Regions from separate parts of the Hordeum vulgare genome. Here all the other regions are linked to region 3. The links are chromatin contacts, called in public Hi-C and HiChIP or PLAC-seq maps. All regions are on one chromosome and are shown on one strand. The core of a region is the stretch at or near the end of the contact, and the rest is flanking DNA. Distances in the headings are between cores, read along the strand shown.

Region 1 (3,050 bases), core at 213-2,712, 350 kb before region 3:
GGTCGACCAGGTTGGAGCGAGACACAAAGACTGACCGAACCGGTTCGTGTCGACACTTACATGCGGGCCCGGTACGTCAGATACATGTGTCAGATCGTATTACAACAATTAGGCTATGAGATGGTATTGACACGCATAAAAAAATGACTATTGGTATCGATTCGTTACATGATGTCCAAGTGTGGTAGTGTCCTGCAATTATCTCCAGCTTACGGTATGTACCGGCCGGGTTTCTATACCAAGGCAATTTAATTTACTTGCGCTTAATTTATTCGTGTGTGAGATCTCCCGCCAAATATGTTGCGCGCGTCAGATGGCCGGGGTTTCCCTGTCATGTGGACGTGTCACGCCTCGCCTGCTCATAAGATCACATTTCCACATCGAAGCAGGCAGGATATTAACTGCCATCGACATTAGCCAGAGGTCGCGAAACTTCAATCGGTGGTTGTGCCGTCGCTCCTTTTGTTTGCCCCCCTCGTGTTTCCAGCGGCCGCAACCAAAAACAGTAAGGTGGGGGGGTGCCAGCATCTTAATTCGAAATTAGTAGTACGTGGCCATGTACAGTATCAGGCCGTGAAGAAAGTTGTCATGCCAAACACAGCTCGTGTCTTGTAATTTATCTCTGCACGTAACACATACCGGTGACCAGAAAGCCCACGGAGAATGGTAGAATATTGTTCCCACGCCAAACAGGTGGGTTTTGTTTTCTCAAACAGCAGGCCCAAACTGGTGCGGATATACTCCCCTCGTGTAAAAGTATTATATTCCCTACAACGGCATATACTACGTGCAAAGTTGTATATGCATAGTTAAAGATTATCACGATAGCAAAAATGACCAGTGACCAAGATTATCGTTCAAATCAGCTGGCCATTCCAGTTGGTCCGCTATTAAAACCTCTTAAGAAAATTATATTTAAAAACGGAAGAAGTATTACAGTTAATTTTGTATACGGGGGCGAATTCGCAAGGCTTGAAGATTCATATAGCATGTAGCAGTACTAGAGAGTAGAGAAGAGAGTTGCGCTGCATAGCTCTGATAAGAGCACAACCTTATCCACGTACCCTGGTCTGATTCTGGTCTCTGGTGCACACAACGTTCTTCATGGAGTATGTTGAAAATACCACTAGTGCTAGCAGGATCTTTTTTCTTTTTCGAGTAGAATCGAAAAGCAGCAGTAGAACGAAGGGGACGAAAAGGATAGGCCATGCACATGCAGTGCAGTGCAGGTGCAGGTGCAGCCCTTGGGAACTGAAAGAGGTGGCAAGGCAGCGTCGGCAATCAAACTTACGTACGCCAGCAGCGGCTGCTCTGCTCGCATCCATCCCGATCCCATGTCCTTTTCTCGTGGTGGTGCTCCTCCTGCCCAGGCCCAGCTAGCTATGCGAGTACGTACGTGTCAGTGTCACCCCCCCACCTCCTCCCTCCCTCCCTCCCTCCTTATTTATCCCTCTTCCTCCTCTGCATCCACAGCAACAGCATCCTCTTCCTCCTCAGACCAACCCTCGCTAGCTCCTAGCTGCATCTGCTGCCAAGCTCCACCTGCTGTCTGCTACCTCGTCGGGTTGAAGGTAAGGCCCCTGAATCTGTTCCCTACCGTGCCGGTGTGAGAATTTTGCATTTTCTTGTGCTACTCGGGGACCTACATACAGCTCTGATCTGGAATTTCCGGCTCATTATCACCACTCATTTCTCTTTCTGCTCTTCATTTGAGCAGCACACACACTTTTTTAAGCTAGGATTATCTACCTTGCTCCAGAAAGTACATGTCTGTAAACTGCTTTCTGGAAAACTCCATCTTAGGTGACTGTGTCGGGTAGGATCATTCATAGGTTACCAACTGGAGATTCTTCCTGTACTGTGTGACCTCCATGTACTTTTCATGATTTTTTCGCCTTTCGGCCGCAGGCACATGTCCCTGGTTTAGCTTGGGATGATGCATCTTATTCTCATGGTCTTCGCCACCTTTTTTTTTTGTAGATACTCCGTATGTCTTTGCCACCTTTTATATTAGTAAAGTCAAAGTGGGTTGAGTGTTTTGGACTAGTCTGGTCATTTTATATTGATGAAGATGATCAGGTGTTGTTTAGTGTTCCTGGATCCTGAGATCTTTAGGATCTACGCTACTTCTACTGTTTTTCCTTTTATCCCTTTTGGGAAAAGATGGTAAAGGCTGCCTCATGATAAAATATGGCACAAGCCAAATTCATAGTGTCCAAAGCCTGATTTGATTGCGCAACTGCAGGTCGTCCAAGAGCATTTTGAAGGTTGACAGTAACCTTCGGTTGTGGGAAGATGTATCGGGCCAAGAGAGCCGCATTGTCACCAAAGGTGAAGCGCCGTGTCGGCAAGTATGAGCTCGGCCGCACCATCGGGGAAGGGACATTTGCAAAGGTCAGGTTCGCAAAGAACACTGAAACTATGGAGCCTGTTGCTATCAAAATCCTCGACAAGGAGAAGGTTCAGAAGCTCAGATTGGTTGAACAGGTCATTATCACACAGTTTCCTCATATTCCTGTTATCTGAACATATCATATACTCCCTCCGTTTCTAAATATAAGTCTTTTAAGACATTTCACTAGGGGTCTACATACGAAGCAAAATGAATGAATCTATACTTTAAAACATGTCTATATACATTCGTACATAGTCCGTTAGTGAAATCTCTAGAAAGACTTATATTTAGGAACGGAGGGAGTAATAGATCAGACCAGACCATAAGATGCACGTGGTAACAATTTAAAGTTCAGTCAACCATATCATCTTTCATGAATACCACTACTCCCTCCGTTCACTTTTGTAAGACGTTTTAGACATTTAAGACAACACCTAAAACAATTCAATTTCATCTGTCTTAAACGTCTTACAAAAGTGAACAGAGGGAGTAGTATTTTTTTTTACCACAGCCAGCAAAAGGATTATGTTTCTTACCTTTTTGCTGAGATGCACAGTTGCAATCTTTCTTCATTATTACTCCCTCCGTCCCAAAATAAGTGTCTTAAGCTTAGTACAATTTTATACTAGAGCTAGTATAAAGTTGAGACATTTAT
Region 2 (3,233 bases), core at 108-2,607, 480 kb before region 3:
GCTGAAGCTGCATTTCTTATTGGATTAGAAAGAAACAGGTTCTTGTATTCTGCTTCTGGTTTGGTATCATGGTGATCAGAGCAGCCATTGTGAGCTTGCATGTTTTTCCTACTTTTTGTATGCAGCGACGCTGTTGAAATGGCAAGTTGTGCTCCACTCTTCGTAAATGACAATGATCGCAGGTAAATGATTCAACGCTTTGTATCAGTAAATCAGTCACAGAGTAATTCTGAAAACATGCTACAGTTTGTCTACTTGAAGTTAAGCTGAAATTTAGATAATCCTTTGACTTGAATTACTGTAGAGAGATGGAAGGATCTCTGGAGAGAGAAATACACTTGCACGTCATTACGATTTTTCTACTGATGCCTGTGGTATCCATGAAAATACGTTTGTGCTTAATAGGTGGAGTCCAGATGCCATAGTCTTCAACTCGTGGCAGCACTATGGATGTCCAAACTACTGGATGTTACACTTCTTCAAGGACTCAAGTGGTGCAGCACTTCATCCATCTACCATTCAAGTATCGAACTATAACCAACTGGTCGCATCGGCTATCACTTGGCAGAATTCTAAAGATGGAAATGCTTACCTAAAAATAAAGGTGCATTTATTCCATTGTCCTAGAATTAAACAGGTCCGATGAACATTTAAATAACCAAATCCGTTTATGTCAGGTTCTAAATTTCGGCAACAAAGCTGTAGATCTTAGTATCTCTATAACCGGGCTGGAGAACGGGATTCAGACATTTGGCTCCATAAAGACGGTACTTACATCTGGTTCTCTATGGGATGAGAATTCCTTCCAGCAACCAGACAAGGTATGCTACATTGACTTGTTTTCTTTCGGGTAACCGCAAAGTGAATTGGGCGTGAGAATTGTTCCGTATTGGATTAGTAGCTGTAGTGGTGCTTGTAAACTTGCAATGTTTTGTCTTGAACTTTTGTATGGAATGCAATAGGTGGTGCCGGTGGAAAGCCCGATAACCAATGCGAGGGAGGAGATGAGTCTTGTACTGGATCCGTACGCCCTCACCTCGTTTGATCTCCTCTTGGACCAGAGCAGTAGCACGATGATGCATCCAGTCCCAGAGTCAAGCTTGCATTCAAGTGTGTGAATACAGAAAGGAATGCGATAGACGAGAGAACCGCCTCTCAGTGCAAATCATGAACTTGGAATAAACATAAACTTAATGTGGGCGTGTGTCGATGTACATTTTACATACATACATATATATGCGTCAAAAGGCAAGCGCTTATCTATGATTATAGGCCTTGGTCTAACTCTCATGGACAGATTCTCCGTCGTAGTCTAGGTGGTTAGGATACTCGGCTCTCACCCGAGAGACCCGGGTTCAAGTCCCGGCGACGGAATTTTTTTGGGGCTCGAAAAAAAAGGATTTCGTATAGTATATATTTTTGCAAGGAACTGCGCCCTTGAAACGACAGTATTGACAAACATGTGGAAAATATTGTCCGATGTTCCCGTGGTGAACAATCATTGACGCGCACCTCCTTCCTTGGCAGTCGTGCTGGTGGCCATCCTATCCTAATAAGGGAATCTATTCTTAACCCGCTCCCAAATTTAAAATTCCAAATTTCTCGCTCGCCTCCTTCCTACTAATCCCGGCAGGAGGAGAGGAGAATCCCGTGGCCTCAAAGCACCGGCAGGCAGACACCGCCTCCGCCCCGCTCCCCCCCAACGCCCGCCCATGGCTCCGGCTCCGGCGTCGAGCGGCCGAATCCGGCCCTGGCTGGTGGTTGGCGACCTGGTCCTGGCGGTGCTGTGGGTGTGCGCGGGCGCGCTGGTGAAGCTGGCCGTGTACAACGTGCTCGGACTTGGGGGCCGCCCGGAGGGAGAAGCCGCCAAGGTCTCGCTCTCTGTCGTCTACATGTTCCTCTTCGCCTGGCTCGAATCCGCCACCGGCGGCGCCTCCTACAACCCGCTCACCGCCATCTCCGGTGCCCTGGCCTCCCGCGGCGGCCCCGCCCTCTACCTCTTCACCGTCTTCGTACGGGTCCCTGCGCAGGTGATTAGTCGCTCTGCCTCATCCTTCCATCTCCACTTTTGAGTTCCCGGAACACATGTGCCTAGTATTTATTGTTTTCAACAGAGGAGCCAACACGATTTGACCGGTACCTATTTGCGGGCCATATCATCTTATAATATACCACTATCTCATAACCGATCCATGAGGCATTGTCGTTGCTACTCCCTCCGTTTCAAAATATAAGGTTTCACAAGAAGAGCAAAATGAGTGAATCTATACTTTAAAGTATGTCTATGTACATCTGAATGTAGTTCATAATGCAATCTTTAAAAGGTCTTATATTTAGGAACGGATGGAGTACTATGTACTGGGAACAACACACATTTGTTCAATATATTACAAATATATTGGCCTCTATAAAAAAAAATCAGCACACCTTTGTCTTTGTTACAACGGGCAGGTATAGCAAGTTGTGCCAGAATGCCAAAATCTGAATATGACACCAGTATTTGGCCACATTATGGATGCCTTAAGCCATTACTATATTTTTCGATTTAATGTTATATGGGGCACACGTGGATACATATAATGTTAAAGAACAGAAAGGCTTTGCAGATAATTGTGTGGGCAAAATGTTAATACATGTCTAAGAAGTCTACTCTTAATGAAGGGACGAAATACAAACTGTGTGGGCATGTGGCATAATGCAGTACTATGAAACAGTGGTCAATTTTGTCACTTCAGATGTGATATAGATTGATAGCGAAACATAACAGCTATGTTGGCATTGGCATGTAGATGATTTCTAGACATTGGACAAGAGACATCGTATAAGATGTGTTAGGAAACTTTCTGTTTTTCTTCAAATGAAATTGGATGGGAGGGGAGAGATGAACTATCAGACCTATTTAATTCTTTCTTTTTTGCGGCGGGAAAGCATTTCATTTCATTTAATCATCAATGGGATTACAATCATTTGAAATGATAATGCTAATCTCCTAGGGAGAGTTTCCTAACCAACAAGTCGTACTCTGTTGACTACGACCCATAGCTGCCATAGCATGCGTAGCCTTATTCTGTGATCTACTGATTTTTATCAACTGGACTGATCTTTCATTCATCATTCCTGAGATGGCCGCCACTTGAAACATGTTCGTTGATCGTTCACTTGAACCTGACACGAGGAGCTTCATGCTCTCCGCACAGTCTGTCTCCACCTGGAGTGGCAGGTGAGTCCAGTGC
Region 3 (3,019 bases), core at 127-2,626:
AGCCGCCACCGTCGCAGGGTGGTGATGCATGGCCATGGCGTGCAGCTCGTTGCAGTATTGCTTGATCTTGCAGTAGTCCCCTGCATAAACGAGACGAGAAACCACACGTGTTACCGTGAAGCCTGCCGCATATTTTTCCATGACAATTGACAAATTTGATGTGGCACGTAAACCCCTATAAACTTAAACTTCATTAATCTGGTGGAAACTAAGACGGTGCAGATCGGAGTAGTATAAAATGCGTGCATGTATATGTGAGTTATATGGAAAACTGTGTATCAGATCGACAGAGAATCTGAGATACCACCACGTACCGGAGAAAACAAGTGTTCGGGACGGCTTCACGATCTTGGATCGTACTATGAGCGCATCGTTACTGGAACGGGTAATCTCGGGCTTGCTGTCTGCATCGAGATGTGTGCATGGAGACGACCGCTTCCTGCATGGAAATCTCGGTGAGGTGATGGCGTCCAGCACCGAGTCCGGGCTGGGATGCTGTGCCACCGCCCGCGGCGAGCCGTCCATCCACTTGCCCCCTTTGCCTTCCCCTGCTGGAGCCGGCGAGACGTCGGATGCAGCGGCCGACCGCAGCTCGGCAGCCCGGACGGCCGCGATGATCCGCCGCAGTGTCTGGAGGTCGTCATCGCATTTCTCCAGCGCGCCCAGCAGCTTGCGCCGCTTCTCCGCGGCCATCTCTGGTGGCGGGGGAGGAGGAGGGCGGGTCGGCAGCGGTCGTGGCCGCGGGGTCGTGGCGGGGGAAGCCGGCGCGGACTCCTCCAGGCCCATTAGGCGTGCGACGATAGCTGGCGGCGGCGGCCTGGGGCTGTCACAGCTCGCCCGGCGGTACTCCGGAGCGATCGTCGGGCTCCGAGGCGCTTCGCATGAACGCCGCCGTCGGACGGCTGTCGGCGTCTGTGGCTTCTCTGGGGCCTGCGTTGGTGACAGCGACGCTCCCGGCTTCTTCACGGGCGGTGGAGACGGCGACGCTCCCGGCTTCTTCATGGGCGGTGGAGACGGCGGCGGTAGGGAGGCCTCGAGCGTGGCGTTCTTGGCTGTCAGGCGCTTCCGGTGGCGATGGTACGGGGAGAGCAGGCGGAGAAGGCCAGCCATGCACCCCATGCTTCGCCGGGGCGCCGTGGCGGCTGTGGACGAGGCCCGGCGTTGGGCGGACTCCGTCGGCTGCATCGCGTCTTGACTCTTGACTCGTCGGTGTCGGAGGCGAGAGAGGTACAACTAGCTACACTGGCCCCGCGTGCTGTGTTAGCGTGGGTGGCATTATAATTGGCCAAGAGGACGCGCGCAATGACTGCGTCACCCCCGGCGCCCACAGCCTGGGCCCTAATAATAGGAAGGGTATTTTAGGTTATTCATTCCTCAGCTCGAGCTTTTGTTAGCAGAGGGGTGCGGGACAAAAGCTGGAGGAGCGCTGAGAACGCGAGAGGAGTACGTACACGAGCTAAACTGCACTATGCAGTAGTGGAAGCCTAGCTAGCTCAGCCACCTTGCTCGGGAGCAGGCGGGCAGCATGCTGCAGCAAGCAGTGAGTAATTAACCTGACATTAATATAAACGGCAGGCAAGTACGGTGGTGTGTCACAGAGTGGGGTAGAACTAGCCTAAGCCGGGTGGTGTGGTGTGGGGATTAACGAACAATAGTCTGGATGATTATGCATCTCGAGGGAACTTGGCAATGATAATTGCCTGAGCAGGATTTTGGTCGGTGAATTTTGGGGCGTGTGGTGCTCTGCTCTGCTCTGCTGGGCAGAAGCATCACATGGTAAAAAGGGAGAATATCGAGTTTTCCAGCATCATCATGAGACATGCAGCTCTGCAATTGTTTTTCCTCCCGTTGCTTTAGCTTCAAGTTTACACCTCCGGCCTGTAAATATACTAAAGTCTCAAGATACGACTCGGTGCCGGCTGGCCTCTATGGATCAAGACCTAAAGCTTTCCACATGACGGGTGCGTGTACATCAATTTTCCTCTTCTTTCTGCTTGTTGCTGCTACCAGAAACAATGGCTTTGGAAGCGTAAGAAATGTTAAGTTTAACCATTTCCACTCTCCTCTGGGATATGCGTGCGTTCTGCACTAATTCAACCTTATGCTGGTTTACAAATGGATCAACCGTTCTACTTCAATTATGTGTTATTGTTTTAGGGTTTAGTTAAGCGAGAGAAGAGAAGGAAAGAGTATGCGGCGGCATGGTTAGACATGAAAGCATGAAAGAATCGAGAGGAGAAATGCACAGCACATAGTGTGAGAGTGGGTAGAAAGCAAAAGAGGCCATGCATGCAGGAAAGAAAAGAAAAGAAAAGGCTCCAGCTCTATCGATCCGTCCATCGCTACGAGGTGGAGGTCTGAACGGATCCTAAGCTCTTTTGTACCTTGGGAGACACCACCACGTGGCGCCACACTGGCACCCTGTGCACACGCAGTAGCTCTATGCTCGACACACTAGTCTACCGCTGTGCCAGCACTAGTAGTACGAGTGCTACTCACTCATTCCCCTCTGTCCGCCTCGTCTTTCTATCACATGTGCGGGCCGCGGCGCGTCTGAAATCTGAATAACTTGAAGCTGAGATGAGGACCGTGGGGATCTTGATAAAATATATCCAGCCGATCGAAGCTACTACGGTACTAGCGTAGGAGTACTATATCTATATCTATAGAAAGCAAGCAGCAACGGTGCGACCGCGCGCGCGGGAGGAGGACGATTTCACTGTTACGTCTCCTTTTAGCATAGTTTAGTTCAATTTGACTCGTTCTTTATTTTCTTAGATCCGATCATTTTTCTACCGTCGCTCTCTACGATGTTTATCATCATTTCATGTGATGATAGAATTCAGGTCAATACAAACGGCGTCATCTGATCCATTAGCGTGGATAAATGGTTATAGTCACAGGAGTGTTGATAAAATATATATGCCTACCATCTGAGTGGATGCCCTATTGCTACCCGTTGTGACGGTAGGAAAGCACACTCTGCCGTCATTGTTTGTGACGATAGCCACTTATTCAT
Region 4 (3,369 bases), core at 824-3,323, 290 kb before region 3:
AACTCCACCAAACATCGCAGTGATTTCGATTCAACGGAGGTCCACATCACATGCGACCAGGCCATTCAACCAGCATTTTTGGTTGCCGGTCGCATGTTTCCTGACGAACATACTACTCACATCCATCGCAGGTAATACAACATCTGCCAACTGAAAAAACCGCTGGCCGAGTATAACTGAACTTGAATCAAACGGATTCAACTGCAATCAGGGTTCATCACGAAGGGGCCAAGTGTTGCAGATTCACACAGAAAGAAAGATGTTTCAATGACACACGGGAGAGAGACAGGGTAGCAGGAGGGGAGGAGGATTCCATGAATGTTCTTCAGCAACTACGTCTACTAGTACGCTTCTTCTGGTTCGGGGCAAAGACAAGGAAACGAGAGCCGCATTCCTTACTACTAATATGCATAGCACAATTTCCTCCTCCCCGGTAAATAATAATACCACCGTCCACCGGCACATCGGCGGGATTACTTGGCCATCATCACCTTAACGAACTCCTCGTAGTTGATCTGCCCGTCGCCGTCGACATCGGCCTCGCGGATCATCTCGTCCACCTCCTCGTCCGTTAGCTTCTCGCCGAGGTTGGTCATGACGTGGCGGAGCTCCGCGGCCGAGATGAAGCCGTTCTGGTCCTTATCGAACACCCGGAAAGCCTCCTTGAGCTCTTCCTCCGAGTCGGTGTCCTTCATCTTGCGAGCCATCAGGTTGAGGAATTCCGGGAAGTCGATAGTGCCGTTGCCGTCTGCATCCACCTCGTTGATCATGTCCTGGAGCTCTGCCTCCGTTGGGTTCTGCCCCAGCGAACGCATGACTGTTCCCAGCTCCTTAGTTGTGATGCAACCTGTCCAGCACACAACGGCAATTTCAGGTACGTTTCTGACTGAGTCGGTAATCACATCTTCATATCCAGAGTGAGCATCATAACCAAACAAAAAAGTTAATCAGACATGCACGCATGAAGCAACCACCATGTACAATGGATCAAACTCGCAACGTCTCTGTACTATTACAGAGATCAATTACTGTGGTACATACAGAGATCAAACCACGCTGTTACAACAACTGGTTCAAGTCTTACTCCATATGCATCAAAGGCCAAAACTAAAGTCTGAGCAGGTCCAAAATCAATTAGTACCACTTGATCAGCCCCATCCAACACCAAAGGATTCTCCCTGGTGCTAAAATTGTACTACTACGTACTAGTATCATATAGCTGGATCTGGGTTTCAACCCCCTAAGAATTTCCAACAGATCTGCAGATACGATCCATAATGAAAGCAGCATACAAAGGGGATGGTACTAGCAGACCCGTTGCCCCTGCCATGGCCAAGTTCAACCTATAGCATCTGACATTGGACATTGGACGGCCCTGACTACTCCACATCCGGGTAGGATCTAGCGCTTCGCCACATCTGGATCCGAGACGAGGTCAAATCTGACGTGACCCAATCACATCGATTTGATGACATAATTTCCACAGCAGTTACTACGCGAGATAGTGACCCGCAGCCGTGCACTAGACGGCAGTACAGAGTACGGCAGGGCGGTGGCATGCCGCGCCGCGATTTGCCTTTGCTTTCGACGCAGTATGTGCGATCCTTAATCTGGCATTCCGGCTACTGGACGCCTGGGCATAAATTTTCAGTCTCTAGCCATCTAATGTAACACATAAGATGTCCCTAACTCCCAATTCTATGCTAGATCAAAGAGAGAGAGTAGACATCGATGATGAAATGGTGTTCTTGTTTCTTCGTTAACGGGAAGCGAAGAGAATCCAGACTGAGACGGATCACAGCATAAGTAGGAGAAAACACACCATGTTTCTATGAGGGGGACAAGAAAACAAGGAGTTACAGAAATTACTTACCGTCGCCGTCCTTGTCGAATAGGCTGAAGGCTTCCTTGAACTCGGCGATCTGGTCGTCGGTGAGTTGGTCCGCCATGATGCAACCTTCTCAGGCTCTTCCTTCTCGGCTTCTCGCGGCGAGCACTGGAGGTGGAGGAGAGAGGGGGGTGGGGGGTCTCTTGTTTGACCGTACGGGCGGGGGAGAGGAGGAAGGAGGGGGGGCCGGGAGCGATTTGTGGCCTCGCGTCGGGGAATTTTGCCGGGCTTTATGCGCGCCCGCACCCCGTCCGGTCCGTTCCGCCGTCCACGCCCCCGTTAACGTCGCGGGGCGAATTACTCCAACTGCCCTCCTTGCCTTATATATTCAAACAAAGCCATTTTTACATTTTTTTTTGCGGAAGAAAGCCATTTTTACATGTAATGCTAGTAGAATGTTCATGCGTTGTTACGGATCTTTTAATATATTTCTTTGATAGCATATTGAAAGATAATGCATTTCGAATTTTACATGTATAGAAAATATTTCAAGCAACAGTCGATAAGTGTACTTGATGCAATGTATTTCCGTTTTCCCACTTCACCTGCATCTCCATTATTTCTTTTTAGTTGCAATGTATTAAAAATTTAATTTGACAACATATGCATGAAGAACATAAAATCATATACTCCCATCGTTTTTAAATATATATTTTTATATTTCAATACATACTATATACAGAACAAAATAAGTAAATCAACATTCTGAAATATGTCTAGATACATATGTATGCATGTAGTTTGTATAGAAATCTTTATAAAAAATTATATTTAAAAATGAAGGAAGTACATAATAACCCAACATATTTTTGTAATGGATAAACTATTATTATCTTGAATGTAAAAATGATAAAATAATTGCAGGCATGTTGAATATGAAAATAAAATAGATAAATATACTTGTGCGTGCTCGTTGGAATATCAGCCAGTAGAGAATATAAGTTGTGAAATGCTATTTCAAGTGCATTATTGGAGTTTCTTGAAAATCTCAGTAATTTCAGTATCTCATAGCTTTATTCTTTATCGAATGCGATGTAGAGGATGAGTCCAAAATATATACTCCATCCATTCTTAAATATAAGGCTTTTTAAAGATTCCAGTATGAATCACATAAGGATGCATATAGACATATTTAAAATACTCATTTTGTTTCATATATAGTTTGTAATAGATCTTTAAAAAGACTTGTATTTAAAAACGAATGGAGTATATGGTATGCATGTTTTTTACGGTGGACAAGAAAAACTGGTCAATGAATGTATACGAACGCAAAATCTGCATACATTGGCTAGCCGCTAGATGCAAGCGCGTGACCACCTTGAGCTGAGTGGGTCGCATCATATTTTTCTTTGAGTGGAGTGAGTCGCATCCCGCTTTGTAGCAACGTAGGACATTCTCTAGATCACTTGTTTGGCTATTCTCTTTAAAAGATTTTTTGCTATTTCTAGAATATTTGACACTTCTCTCATTGCATAATAGTC

The links. Hi-C and Micro-C count contacts between places; a contact is called where the count stands out from the background. HiChIP or PLAC-seq counts read pairs in DNA pulled down with a chosen protein or histone mark.
Region 1: a contact with region 3 is called in an H3K4me3 HiChIP or PLAC-seq map of embryo, with 3 times the contacts expected there. The contact joins the promoter of LOC123448779 here to the promoter of LOC123446533 in region 3. A contact is called at or near these places in 1 of 6 Hi-C or Micro-C datasets (seedling) and 1 of 1 datasets of contacts at active chromatin or transcription factors (embryo).
Region 2: a Hi-C map of leaf shows a contact between it and region 3, with 2.8 times the contacts expected there. The contact joins the promoter of LOC123448778 here to the promoter of LOC123446533 in region 3. A contact is called at or near these places in 2 of 6 Hi-C or Micro-C datasets (leaf and seedling).
Region 4: a Hi-C map of seedling shows a contact between it and region 3, with 2.5 times the contacts expected there. The contact joins the promoter of LOC123448781 here to the promoter of LOC123446533 in region 3. A contact is called at or near these places in 1 of 6 Hi-C or Micro-C datasets (seedling) and 1 of 1 datasets of contacts at active chromatin or transcription factors (embryo).

Annotation. Positions count from the first base shown.
Region 1 is chr4H:413,713,796-413,716,845 of MorexV3_pseudomolecules_assembly, forward strand. LOC123448779 (CBL-interacting protein kinase 31) reads left to right here and starts at 1,463. Exons shown (of 15, transcript XM_045125782.1): 1 at 1,463-1,571; 2 at 2,246-2,487. The coding sequence starts at 2,296.
Region 2 is chr4H:413,580,738-413,583,970 of MorexV3_pseudomolecules_assembly, forward strand. LOC123448778 (aquaporin SIP2-1) reads left to right here and starts at 1,358. Exons shown (of 3, transcript XM_045125781.1): 1 at 1,358-2,030. The coding sequence starts at 1,713. It overlaps LOC123448777 (alpha-L-arabinofuranosidase 1-like), which reads left to right. Exons shown (of 18, transcript XM_045125779.1): 14 at 1-38; 15 at 126-182; 16 at 406-604; 17 at 678-821; 18 at 963-1,269. The coding sequence ends at 1,118. TRNAE-CUC (a tRNA gene) reads left to right here and starts at 1,302; the gene lies at 1,302-1,374.
Region 3 is chr4H:414,064,539-414,067,557 of MorexV3_pseudomolecules_assembly, forward strand. It overlaps LOC123446533 (serine/arginine repetitive matrix protein 1-like), which reads right to left and starts at 1,377. Exons shown (of 2, transcript XM_045123108.1): 1 at 315-1,377; 2 at 1-80. The coding sequence starts at 1,185.
Region 4 is chr4H:413,771,430-413,774,798 of MorexV3_pseudomolecules_assembly, forward strand. It overlaps LOC123448781 (calmodulin-1), which reads right to left and starts at 2,074. Exons shown (of 2, transcript XM_045125784.1): 1 at 1,874-2,074; 2 at 174-847. The coding sequence starts at 1,949. The coding sequence ends at 474.